Regions from separate parts of the Mus musculus genome. Here region 1 is linked to region 2. Evidence: chromatin contacts called from public capture Hi-C data. All regions are on one chromosome and are shown on one strand. The core of a region is the stretch at or near the end of the contact, and the rest is flanking DNA. Distances in the headings are between cores, read along the strand shown. Region 1 overlaps Rgs9 (regulator of G-protein signaling 9). Region 2 overlaps Prkca (protein kinase C, alpha).

Evidence for each region. Capture Hi-C pulls out chosen DNA fragments and counts their contacts.
Region 1: a contact with region 2 is called in a capture Hi-C map of embryonic tail, with 16 times the contacts expected there. The contact joins two enhancer-like sites. A contact is called at or near these places in 1 of 39 promoter capture datasets (liver), 1 of 115 datasets of contacts at active chromatin or transcription factors (embryonic stem cells) and 1 of 9 other capture datasets (embryonic tail).

What each region holds. Positions count from the first base shown.
Region 1 is chr11:109,264,707-109,271,429 of GRCm38.p6, forward strand. It overlaps Rgs9 (regulator of G-protein signaling 9), which reads right to left. Exons shown (of 19, transcript NM_011268.2): 8 at 4,217-4,298. Among named protein-coding and RNA genes, the nearest start is that of Rgs9, 30 kb to the right of the region's middle. Within about 2 kb of position 5,230, at least 84 of the 459 cell types and tissues checked have an H3K27ac peak or open chromatin away from gene starts, as enhancers often do. A contact at or near this core is called in embryonic tail, where this site is marked.
Region 2 is chr11:108,006,634-108,013,438 of GRCm38.p6, forward strand. It overlaps Prkca (protein kinase C, alpha), which reads right to left. Exons shown (of 17, transcript NM_011101.3): 7 at 6,312-6,446; 8 at 5,994-6,090. Among named protein-coding and RNA genes, the nearest start is that of Mir7223, 13 kb to the left of the region's middle. Within about 2 kb of position 2,013, at least 6 of the 459 cell types and tissues checked have an H3K27ac peak or open chromatin away from gene starts, as enhancers often do. A contact at or near this core is called in embryonic tail, where this site is marked.

The DNA.
Region 1 (6,723 bases), core at 3,980-6,479, 1.3 Mb after region 2:
AAGGCTGTCTATCCCCATTGCCCCAAGATCATCTACCATAAAATAAACATCCAAAAGTTACGTTGATTTTGTTTAATTACCACCAGCATCTGTTGAGGGTCTCATACTGTTTTGTGACACAACACTACATTTCAGACTATTTTCTAGGTTAATGAATGGTCTTTGACCATATCGTTTTAATAGATTCACAATGGCCTATGGAATCAGATATAAGCTAGGTTGCCATTCTCCACTGCAGGGCATTGAGCACAAGCTCAGCAGGAAGTAGAGAGCAGATACCTTCTTTGTTGATGTTTTGTTTTGTAGCTGTAATGAAGACTGCTTAGTGTTCATTCACATGACCTTAGGATACACGGCCAGAAAATGCCTTTTCCCCAGAAAACCAGGCCTGGGTGATGGACTGTGTCCTCAGAAGACACCAAGTCACTGGTGTTGCCCAGGTGGCTCAGTGAAGTTACGGGAAACATCGAAATGTTTTGCTCCAGGAATCTTGTCTCAGTGTGGGTGTAGCTCAGTTGGTAGAGTGCTTTCCTGGCATAGATGAAGCCCTGGGTTCCAGCCCCAGCAACATACAAATTGGGTATGGAAATAAAGATAAGAGATTGGGCGTTCAAGGTCATCCTTAGCTATAGAAGGAAGCCATTTCTCCCTTGTTCATTTATATTGTTTGTATCACACATAGATCTGTATTTTGATCCATTTGGGTCAAACTCGATGACTGACCAACTACTACCCATGCCTGAACACCTTCTCCTGATGATGCTTTTCTGGATACAGCATCAGACAGGTGTCCTGTCTCTGCAGGTGCACACACAGTACAAACTCAATGTTGTCTATCTGGCATCATGTGCCCAACACTCTTTTCCTGCCAGTCGTGGCTCAATAAGGATTTCGCCAATAAGAACGAGACAGATGAGCAGCCTCAGTGGTTAAAGCTCTTGCTGTACAGGCCTGAGGTCTAGAGTTCAGATCTCTAGAATGACACGAATGATGGATGGGTTGGAACAGCTGGCCTGTAATTCCAGGCTTGGAGGACAGTGAGGTGGTCACCAGAGCAAGCTGGATAGAGAGACTAGGCTCATCAGTGAGCTCTGCATTTGACTTTGAGGAAACGCCTCAAAGAACAGGGTGAGAAGAAGAGAGGATGCTTTCTGACATCAACCTTAGGTCTCTACATGCATACAGACACATGTGTGCCTCTGCAAACAGCAAGCATGCATACATACAACACACATACACACATGCATGCACACACATATATACACATATATATGCATACACACATGCACATACACATGCACGCACACATACACAGTGCACACACATACACATACATATACAAATGCATGCATGCACACACACATATACATACACATGCATACACAAACACACATATATACCATATACATGCATAAGCATACACACTCATATGCACGCATACATAAATGTGCATACACACATACATACGCACATGCACCTACATACACACACATGCATGGAGACACACACACACACTCATGTGTACACACACATGACAAATGAGCAAGTTAACAGATCATCTGGTAACTGTGACCACGTCACACTCTAACAGGTGGCTGCGGTGGGTCTACAGAGCTCCTGCTCAGCATCCACCGAGCCAAATGCTTGGCTTGCTACGGCTGGCTCTTTTCCCACTGCGTTGAGGTTTGTTTGGGTCTCCTGGAGACAGTCTGGCAGTCTGTGGGCTCCAGGGCTCCCTAAGCTTGTCAGACAGATTGCTCTGTTCCAGGCAGAGATGTTCCTTAGATAGAACACCATCTTCCCTGTGCTGGCCAGTGAGAGATGAAGATTATCCAAGAAGAATCGGTGACAGCAGCCCCCCAATACAGCCCTACCTCATTCCTGATGCTACCTGGGTTTCATGTGTTCTCTGCATTTTAAGACTGCCCCAAGCGTATCAAAGCTTCTCTCTAAACTAGTCCCCGCCCCCTATACTATCAGAGTAGTCAGGCTTGTTCAAACACAAATGTTTGTGTATGGAGCATGGGTGACTCAGGTTACACGCAAACTAAACTACATGAGGACGTCGGGTGACACTGTCACAGGAGACAAAGAAAGCATAGGGACTAAGAGAGAGGGCTGCATAGTTAATTAAGGGTGTGGGTTCAGATGCCCTAGCACATGTGAGATGTGTAGCTGGGCAACTTACAACATCCCAGGGTTCCAGTGGGTTTGTTAATAAAATGGAACAATGCCGCTTTCCAAAGGGTGGATAAAAGGATGGGAACAGGAGGCTTAGCGAGGTGTGAGTTTTCAACCCAGGTCAGGCATGTTGGTGTCAAGGGTGGTGGTGGCAGTGGTGATGATGGTGGTGGTGATGGTGGAGGTAGTGGTGATGCTGATGCTGATGGTGGTGGTGGTGGTGATGGTAATCGTGGTATTAGTAGCCAAAACATGAAAAGTGAAGGTGATAGAGGTGAGCTGGTATCACGTTACTAAAAATGAGAGGAGGAGACAGGGAAAGGTGGCCGTGTAGACTCCGCATCATATGAACTCATCTATCCGGCTGTGAAGAGCCACTTGTTCACTTCTCCCGACAGAAGCTAAGAACGTACACCAGGAAAACTAAGGAGAATTCTGGGTGGTCCGTTACTCATGTCCAGGGCGGGGGAGTGGGGGAGTCCTACGTGGCTCACTGAGCAGCCCGTCTGGCACTCACTCTGTGAGGACGGCAGCCACGTGGACTCCTACCATGGACTCGCTGCTTGCACAGTGGGAAAGCCATTCTCCACTCAGGAAGGATGGAAAATGGCTCACTTTAGAGCCATGAAGTACAGGGGCCAGCTCAGAAGGTAAGTGTGAACCTACCATTTCCTCTCAACCTCGACAAGCTGCATCTAAAACACAGAGAAGTCACAAAACAAGCTCTCTCTCCAAACATCCACTGTGGAGGCCCGGATGCTCTAGGACTCCGGGCTCAGTCTTCCACAGTCAACCCCCAGGAATCTGGGTCGGGAAGCTAAAAATCAGTTTTTTTCTTGAAGACGACCCCTGAAGCTAAGATCAACCAAGCAAGCTACTGAGGAATCAAGCCCAGAACATTCGCTTCAGCAAGACAACATTCAAATCGTGCACCATGGTGGCTACACCTTAAGAACAATCTGTTGGAGACAGACAAAGATGGGCAAGCCAGCCAGACTCTGAAAGGGAGAGTGGCCAGGCTTTAACACCATTCCTGACTCCATTCACTTCCTGTTCTGAGCATGTCTGGTCATTGCGAGGCAAGGTCAATAAAAGAGGAGGAGAAAGAACATTTGTTTTGATAAGAACATTTGATGCTTCACTTTCCGGAGTCTCTGTCAACCTCTCGCACTTTCTATAACCCAAGAGGGAAACTGAGGCAGCTGAGATAACTCTAGTGGAATGCTGGGAAATGAGACTGCCATTTCCTAATACCAAGCTGGGACAGGTTACATCCATTGTGGCCAACCTGTCTCTTGGAGCCAAGTTGGAGCCATTGGAAGTCCCAAAGTTGGGTTGTAGAGATGGCTCATGGGTAAAGAGCACTGCTGATCTTTCAGAAGAGCCAGGCTCCGCTCCCAGCACCATATACAGGTATGATCCAGAAACATCTATAACTCCAGTACCAGAGGATCCGAGACCCTTTTCTGATCTCTGGGGGGCACCAGGCACACACCTGGTGCACATACGTGCATGAGTGCAAACCATTCATACACATAAAATAAATAGAAGTCCAAAAGCCAAAGAAGCAAGGTGCTCCGAGCAATGAGAAGCTTGAGAAGCGTGCTCAGTCCTCCTGTCTTCCTCCCTTCCCAGCTGCTGACCTGGACCAGGGAGGAAAAGACAGAGCTGGAGATGCACAGGACATCTGTGTCTGTCTGTCTGTCTGGAGATGCACAGGACATCATCTCTGCTCTCAGTGTCTTGTTTTTTTTCTCATTCGGGACCTGTGTTCCCAGATCTTCTTATTTCCTTAAACCTCAACAACAAAAATTCCAAACCCTCACAAAAGATGAGTCGATTCCCGTTGCTTGGTACTTAACACTGACAGACAAGCTGTAAGGACCCCACCAAGAAGACACAGCACAAGGCAGCCCACACCAGATAATCCAGTTCAACTCTTGTTGGCGACAAGAAGGTGGGAAGCCAGAGGCAGCTGTGCTGCGGTGAGCACAGAATGGGGAGGAGTCAGGGGAGAAAGGGAAGCCTTACTTACCGGACTTCGGTGCACCAGCCAATACGCCTTCTCCTGGCAGTCCAGCGCGTACCTGTCGGCTTTGTTCCTTTCCTTTCCAGTCCTAAAACAACACAAAAGCTAGGCTCAGGGCGAGCAGTGCTTCACATCTTAAGGTCTAAGATGACCCCCATTCCTGATGACCTGGACCGCTTTCCCCACCTGCTCAAAGAATGTACATAAAAAACACAGCAAGCACTGCCAATAGCACATCACTCTTTTGCTCCGGGTACCGTTCCAACATGCATGGACTCATTCGATCCTAGCAACTTGGTGAGGTCCCTTTGTCTTGGTGGGCTCCTTAACAGTCTGTCACTCACTGTTAAGTACAAAAGATGAAGGAAGAGGAGGAGTGGAAGGCCCTGTATGTGGGGGCGGGGGGGGTGGGCTGCTGCATCCTCTCTGGGAATTGAGAATGTGTTCCACTTCTTCATGGTACTGGGCTGCATGACTTAGGTGCTGTCACCATGACCAGCTCCAGAATCAGATCTGTCACCAAAGTCACTACGAAGCGAGCAGAGATGATCATGTGACCCAGTGGCCTCCCTGACTTCATACTGGTTTCCCTGCTTCAGCAAACAAGATAATCAACATCCCAACAGGCAGATGGGTAACAATCCACACCAGAGCTATGCTGGAGCAACGAGTGTCTCAGGAAGTCCTATTTTTCTCCTGTTTGTCCTTCCCTGTCCCTCCAGTGAGGCGGTGACAAGTCATAGCCTTTTCTCAGTCCTGCTGGGGACTGTAAAAGGTTATCCTGTTTTGTCTAATCATCTCCCCTTTGCCACCGCAGGAGGAAGTGATGCCGGGCCTCCCCCTCCGGAAGGGAAGAAGTACTCATTATCACGCCAAGAGCACCAGTCCCACTTCCAAGGCTAGCTGTGCTCACATTTATTAACGTCTGTTTTCCCAGGCAACGGGCAACACGAGATGACGCAAACACCCTCCTCACACAGAGGTGGTGGATTTACTTCCTCGTTAATGTTCTGTGAAGAGCATAATAGCATCCAGAGAGCCAGATGGGTGAGCAGCGCAGCCATTCCAGGAGGGTGTTCTACCAACCTCCTCTGGAAATTAAATAGAAACATTGTTGCCCCTATTCCCCTTAACAACCTAATGGATTTTCTACCAGCGTAACCAGCCGGAGTCCTCGGGAGGATGGACCACAAGCACCCTGAGGTTTGCGTGGTTTCTATAATACTAGCCAGCCTTGTAAATGGAGCCCATCTTTAATGAGACCAGCTGGCCTGTCTGGACTTGCTCAGCAGCAGCACTGTGCGGAGGTCAGGAGAGCTGTGACAGATCCCAAAGAGCCAGTAAATAAGGAATTCATCGAGTTGCTCATGTGACTTTTTTTTTCACAATTCCATTTGTTTAATCTTCTGCTCATTCATGGATTTATTGATCTCCTACTATGTTCCAATTACTGGGAGTCAAAACATAGCTCCAGCCTTTGAGTGGTTTTTAGTCTAAGCGTTGCAAGAGTACTCAAGTAAATACAGACTTGCCTGTGGTGTTCGTACTGTGAGAAAACATTATGAAAACAGAAGCAAAATCAAAAACGGTCTCTGTAGTGATTCAGAAATGTGTCTCCAGGCCCTTCCTGTGGATGGAGGGGTCTGTTTCCCCTCCCGCTTAGAACCAGGTGGAGTTTTATGCTGACTTCCACCACTAGAGTGTCGGGCATAGCGTGTGTAATTTACGAGGCTGGGCCACAAAAGAATGAGCAAGTCACATAGCCACAAGAGGAGGAAAAAAAGGAAGAGGAAGAACACACACACACACACACACACACACACAGCGGGAGGGGCTCAGCATGACAAAAACTCTCTCTACAGGCAAGCCCACATGGCCCATCTAGTTTTGTGGTAGGATTCCACATCTAAAATCCATGAGTTAAGTCATGGAGTTAAGGGGACACTGGTGTCTCAGAAGAAAGGAGTCTTTTAGGAATTCCCTGTCCCACAGAGCCTCAAGTGAGGAGAGGAATCTCTGAAGAGTCTGGGTACTCAGACTTATCTAGGACTTCTGGAGGAGGAAAGTGGGAGCCACTGAGACAGCTCTGAGCGGCAGCTCCTGGAAGGGTTTTGTCAGGGTGTGGGTGGCTGAGATTGTCCCACTCAGAGCACAGAAGTAGCAGAGGGCATGGAGGGGCTGGGGAAAGAGACAATTCCATCTCCTTGCTCCTGGGCTCAGCTTAGGGCTGGAACCCACTAGAAACACAAAAGTGTTATGCTGAATAGAATTGAGTCATTCTAGCCCAACCAAGTGACCCTGACCAAGTAGTGTTAGCCTCTCCGAGCCTCCATTTCCCAACTAAAAAGATCAGGAGGGACAAGGACTATGACCCCGAGCCTTTCTGCCACACCAAGTTAAAATAAGATGGCACCTGTGAACACCAAAAGAAGCCTTGTAAACAAATGTCAATGGCGTGTTAGAAAGTTCCCTCCACGTTTCTTTGTCTCAAATACGTCAGACAGGAACAGGTT
Region 2 (6,805 bases), core at 763-3,262:
CAGGCCTGGTCTACAGAGTGAATTCCAGGACAGCCAGGGCTACACAGAGAAACCCTGTCTCAAAAAAAAAAAAAAAAAAAAAAAAAAAAAAAAAAAACAACAACAACAAAAGCAAAGCAAAGCAAAACAAAACAAAACAAAACAAAAAATATTTAATCCTCATGTACTCAGTAGGTGCTATCCCTCTCCTCATTCATAAACAAGAAAAACAGAGGTCAGAGTTTAGGGAACTTATCCAAGATTGGGGCTGGAGAGATAGCTCATTGGTTAAAGTGCTGACTATTCAAACATGAAGACTAGAGCCTAGATCCCCAGTGTTCATCCAAAGGCTACGTATGGTGACACTCACCTATAAGCCCAGAATGGAAAGGAGCATGTGGATCATATGGGCTCACTGCCTAGTCAGCTTAGCCAAAACAATGGTCTAGGTCATATACCAGTACTCAAAGGCAGTGGCAGGAGAATCTGGGGTTCAAGGTCACCCTCAGCTACAGTGAGTTTAAGGCCAATCGGGCTACAAAAGACCCTGTATGGGAAAAACAGCCAACCAATGAAATGAACCAATGAGAGAGAGAGAGAGAGAAGAAGAAGAAGAAGGAGGAGGAGGAGGAAGAGGAGGAGGAGGAGGAAGAGGAGGGAGAGGGAGAGGGGGAGGGGGGAGGAGGAGGAACAGGAAGAGGAGGAGAAAATTGTGGCCTCAAAATATTGTTTCCTTCCTTCTCAGATGAACAATTTTTATGTTTGACTTCTGTAAAAGATCAGCACAATTATTCACAGAAAGCGCTGGGCTTTCACGGAAGGAACTGGCAGTAAAGAGACACAATGTGCTTTGCTAACCTAGTCAGCTCTCTGATGCCCTGCTAGAGGTCACTCTGGGTATGGCTCTGCTCTTGTTTATGTCTGGCGAGTGGTCCCTGTCAATCACCTGTCAGATAAGTTCACGTTTGAGTATTTACTCAGGACCCAAAACAAAACCACTGAGTTGAGAAGTCTGAGTGGAGTATGGGATCCAATCTTCACTTCTAGTAGTCATGGATATCAGGGCTCATCTGATACAACCTCAGACTCATTATGCCTGATTTATAGATACAATGTGTTTCAGAACTCATTTTACAGACACACTGTATCTAGACATCCATCTGCATTCAGGGTCTGAAAGACACACACACAAGGGTCTTTTTCCCTTGAAGATATGACAAAGGCTGACAAGGGTCTCTCCTACCTCTGTCATAATAGAGCAGATGGCATGGCAGAGAATCCAATCAATATGTGGAACATAATTTCAACATGAAAATGCATTCATTGTGACAAAACTTTAAAATAACTTCAAATAAAGATATCTAGGCAAGAACCACTTTCTACATTAAACTACACTGACAGTGGTGGCTATCTGTTAGAAACAAACAGTTATATAGTAAGTGTGCTTTAAGAACTTCTCTACTGGTTTAATCTTAAAAATAATTCATCTAAGTGCTGACATTACTGCCATACACTTAAGAGAGGTTATACCGTTAAGAACTGGCAAGACCAAGATTTGATTCCAGAGTACTCATGTTGAACCTAAAGTCAATAAACCATGGCTCATGGGTAAATGCAGTCTGCTACTTGTTCTTATAAATAAAGTTTTATTGAAACACACTTTCACTTATTACAACTTGCCCACAGGTGCTTCTATGCTGCAGTGTAGAGTAAACATTATGATAGATACTGTGTGGCCTGCAGACATTATTTGACCCTTTACAGAGAAGACCTGTGAGCCAGAAGTAACCTATCCTTAGGACTGCCTCCCATTCTCAGCACTGACCATGAGCCGACAATAGGAACAGAGACCTGGGTTTGGGAGGGAAGTCAGGAGTCCTGGTTGCTATATATTCTGGGGGCATGCAAAGCAGTGCAAAGTGTTATATTGCGCCATTTGCTTCTCGGTAACCTCCCTGCTTCATCTCTGGGCCTCCGGGTCCAGAGCACAAGCTCCACAGGGGGTAGGGCTGCTTGTTGTGGCCACTGCTGGAGCCCTACTTACTGAACAAAAGAAAAGACATGCAATTTAGTTTGTGACGCAGGGACTGTGTGTGCTCTACCCAAAGACATACATGGACCAGATGAAAAGGCCACAGAGACTCTGTGGACACTCTGGTCACAGTCCTGTTTTGTGTCATCTTTGGGCAGATGAACTGCCCTGATAGAGCGCATAGGGGCTCTTCCAGCCATCCTGGGATTTTTTTCCTTGGCTCCTAAAAGCTTCACCCGCAGATGATTCTGTTTGCCAAGATCCTAGAATCAACAGTTTAAATATGAAAAAAAATTCCATCTAATTATCCGATGAATAGTAACATGGTGCATATAGCTGCAAGTGCTCATTTAGTTTCCTTTTTTTTTTTTTTTTTAATTAGACAGAGTGACTTTTGATGTCTTGTGGGGAGGGAGGCTGAAACCACAGCTTGTTAATTCCTTCTAGAACACAGAGATTGCCTGGGTGGGATGGAATTCCAAAGCTATAATCCCAGCACTTGGGAAGCAGACCTTGAGTTTAAGAGCAGTTTGAGCTACATAAAAAGACCCCCTCCTCAAAAGTTTAAACACCACCAAAACAGAATCAAGCATGGATAGATAAACTTGTCTAAGTCTTGGCCCACAGGCCACACTCCAGCCAAGGACAGCTGTGAATGAAGCCCAAGGTATTACAGATTCAGTGTCCTGTCAAAGGTTGGACCCCACTGCTCTAGATTCTGCAAGAGGCCCCCGAGACATGCTGGCTTCTGAGAGAACTAACAATTGTGCTGGGCTTCAGCAAGTGACAAGCCAGTACTGAGCTTGTGTTCAGCTCAAAGTTGAAAGAATGCATGAGAACAGGGCAGACTGCTGTCAGCCTGTCACCCCTAGGCACTGAGGGAAGGGTTGCCACTTTCACAGGTATAGACCTGAACACAGACCTGAACACAGAACCACGAACACAGAACTATGTACCCATCTAAGGTTAGGCCAGAGACTTCCATTTAAACACAGCCTGGAAGTTGCCATGAAATCCCAGCATCTTTCCGACTCTATCTGCTACAGGCTTCTTCCTGTTGTAATATCGGCAAAATGCTCAACACATGAGCAAACACCATCTGAGGAAATCCAGGAAATTAAGCCAAAAGATGCGCAAAGGAAAGGCTGGGATGTAATTCACGCAGGGGTTCTGTCTAAGCGTGGGGCTCGGAGGGGTGGCACCTGCCACCCAAACCACTGAGGGTGTCTCCTCCTGCTCTGAGGCTGCATGGCTTGGGCTAGTCCTCCACTGTCAAGCCCAGTTCTCCTGGCAGGGAGATAGTGACAGACAACGCACTGTCTCAGTCTCTAGGAGAAATGCTTCACTTTTGGCCCCAAGCCCTCCAGCCCACGATGTTTACCTAGATATTTAACTTGGAACCGGTGGCCTTTAAAAGGAGGAGGTGGACCCATTGCTCAGAGAAACAGGAAGTTAGCTCACCAGAAAGCCATGGAAATGAAGCACCAAAGTGGGTCAGTTTTTCTGGATGAATAAGGTGGTTTCAGATTAGAGCTACTTCGAGTGACACACCTGGGGAGCCCCAACAAAGTTCCTCTCTCGGCTGTGTCCTAGGCGCATGGGTCTAAACAGTGACCATGAATGACACACTTGAGACTTGGGGTGTGAGAGTCAGTTAAGCACAGCAGGTTTCTGCCCTGCCTGGGAGAGGCACCCAGTGTCCTGAAACTCCTTCTAGAAGAATCCATTCAACACAGGGGTGGGTGACATAGTCTGGAGCTGTGTCCTAGCCAGGGTAGGAGTGGAGGCAGAGAACCAGGCAAGTGACAGACAACAGAAGGCGAAAGGGAGGGAGGGAGGGCCATGCACAGTGAACTTTGACTCTCAAGCTTACATTTGACTTCCTTAAAAGTCTTAAGAACCTCATTTTTCCAGTTTTAAACATGTATTTCTTGTCTCTGCTGTAGTTTTGATTTAATTTTTATTTTTTGTTAATGTCTGAGTGCTCTGTCTGCATATACACCTTTATGCCAGCAGAGGGCATCAGATCGCTTTATAGATGGTGGTGAGCCCCTGTGTGGTTGCTAGGAATTGAACTCAGGACCTCTGGAAAAGTGGTTAAAAGTATTTTTAACCACTGAGCTACCTCACCAGCCCTCTCCTACAGCTTTTAAAGATTTATATTTACATTTGCTTTATCTATATGTGTGTGTGTGCACGTTAACATATAGACGTTATATAACATAGACATAACATATAACATAGCTCTCATAACATAGAGCTGGAGTTACATACAGGCCACTGTGAACTGCCTGATGTGGGTACTGGGAACCGAACTCTGGTCCTCTGGAAGAATAACAAGTGTCCTTAACTGCTGAGTCACTGCCACAGCCCCCTCTCCCGTAGTTTTTGATGGGAGAGGTTGTAGACTGTATCTCACCAGAAAGCTCTTAACTTAGTTGAAAGTACACTTGAAAGTTTGACCTACACTGAACTGTAAGTTTTAATTGGCTGTCAACATTAAAAGAAACCGGAAGACGTGATATAAACAGGTGGGACTTTTGGCTTCTCTTGAGGAGCTGCGGGCACAGCAGCAGGGACTTCCATGTGTGCTGACCAACACCATGTGGCCCTCAGAAACAGGAACCATCTCTTTTATTGTTCTATTTCTGTGTTAACGGGGATAGCCCTCAAGGCTTTGAGAGTGCTAGGCAATTAATTGCTGGACTCCAAGCCATGTCTCCAGCCTGGCTGCTACCTTTAGCTTGGTTCACGCTCAGTGGCTCACCCATCCCATCCCCACCACTCCCTGCCATCGCACCAACCTATGCCAGCGCTGTGTCATCTATCTTAAGTATCCCTGACTCACTTCAAGCACTCACGTTCCCAGAAGCCAGGAAACCTGGCAGCCTGGCCTTAAGTATTACCACTGACATCTACATTCACCAGATGTCATCAGCTTGATGATGGAAATAATTTGAACAATTTTCTGTTTTACATCCTTTGGAATTCAGTCCATCTGATATACACCTCCTTTTAAAGGGCAACAACGTGAACGTGATCAGGCTAAAAATCTCTCTCTCTCTCTCTCTCTCTCTCTCTCTCTCTCTCCCCCTTCCCCCCCCCCCCCTCTGCATGTTACTTTAGGAATTCCTGAGATTTCCAGGGACTACTTTATAGTCTGCAGTGAAACGATTACCAGTTATACAGACCTTGAAGGCTACTAAATAATGTGATCAAATAGCCAGATGCTAAGCACTTAGAGAAATAGAAAGCATCAGAGATGGTGGTGGGGGTCCTGAGGGGTTTAGAGAGAAGAACGTTCACTGTGAGCTGAGGCAGATAGGAAGCAGTAGAGGATAAGAAGAAGAGGGGAAGCAGAGAGAGGAAGGGGAAGAGGGCAGATGAACCCAGGACAGAAGGCAAACACACAAACCCACTTAGGAGGAGAGCAGGAGGCTGCCTTGCCTAAATGACGTCTGGAGAGAAAATAAAAAAATAAAGAGAATTCTAAACAGGAGCGTCTGCTGGAGCTCACGCCACAGAAGAAAATCCGTTCAATTTTGCTTTCTATAGGGAAAGTAAAAAAAAATTTCAATAGGGAAAATTTTTTTCCCAGATACTTGAGTGGTAGCTCATTATAGGCAAGTTGTTCTCTAGGGAGTCTCTCTTGGAAGTATGCAGGCGTTCTCTGTGAAAGGGGGGTGCACTCTCAACCTTGCCGTCGCCCCAGTGATATATAAACCATTTTCTTATGTGGAAACCAGCCATGCTTTCACCTCTACGCCATTTCCAACCTTCAGTCTCCAAAGGACCAGGGACACAGAATGCCAACAGCTTGCAAATGAAAGAGGTTACATAGGACATTCATGTTCTACTGTGAAGCAAACAAGAATTAGCAGGAAAATTGCTTTGGGCTTCCCAGTGGTGTCGCAAGAATTGGGTCCTCCCCGAACATGCAGGGAAGACAGTTTCCTGCCCAGGGCTTTATGGGAGTCCTCACCTCAAACTTCTGCCTGAGTTCCATGTTGCCTTCTTCATCTCCTTCTGGAATGGGCACATTGTAGTATTCGCCCTCTTCTTGGTTGAGCAGTTTATACCTTTGAGGACAGGGGGAGAAGGGAGGGTAAGGGCCGTGAGCAGCTCTTTTCCTTCAGCCTCTGGTCAGGCTGTTGGAGAGATGCCTCTACAGAATCCATGGCCAGAGCCCACTGCCCAGCGGGTGGGGAGGTGCGGGGGGGGGGGGGGGCGGGACTATAGCTCCTGGCTTCTCTCAGCCACCTGGGATATGGCAACATGCTGGGTCTCATGGCTTCCTTACCATCCACTGGCCGGCATCTTCATTAGCTCTGAGACACCAAAGGAAAGGGATCCCATGAAGTCATTCCGAGTCGTCCGATCCCAGTCCCAGATTTCTACAGACAGTCGCCGGTCTTTGTCTGAAGGTTTTAATTTGCTACAAAGACAAACGCATATGCAATACAGTCAGACATCTCAGTCATGGCAGCCTGGGAGATACCAACATGCCCACAGTCTGTGCCTGGAATAGTATCCCCAGTTTCCTTCCTGTGTCAACAGGACAGCAGCCTTGCGTCCTAGCTAGCTGCTCTAAAAGCTCTCTCTAGATCAGGAAGCAACGCTGACCCCTGACAGCTCACTCTGACTTATCTAAAGAAAATTTGTATTAGAGAACAGCTTTGAAACATAAAAGTGAAGTTTCATTAGAACACATCCTTGGCTATTTGTTTATATATAATCTATGGCTGCTGTGGCAGCAGAGACTACATGACTCGCAATGTCTAAAACACAGACTTT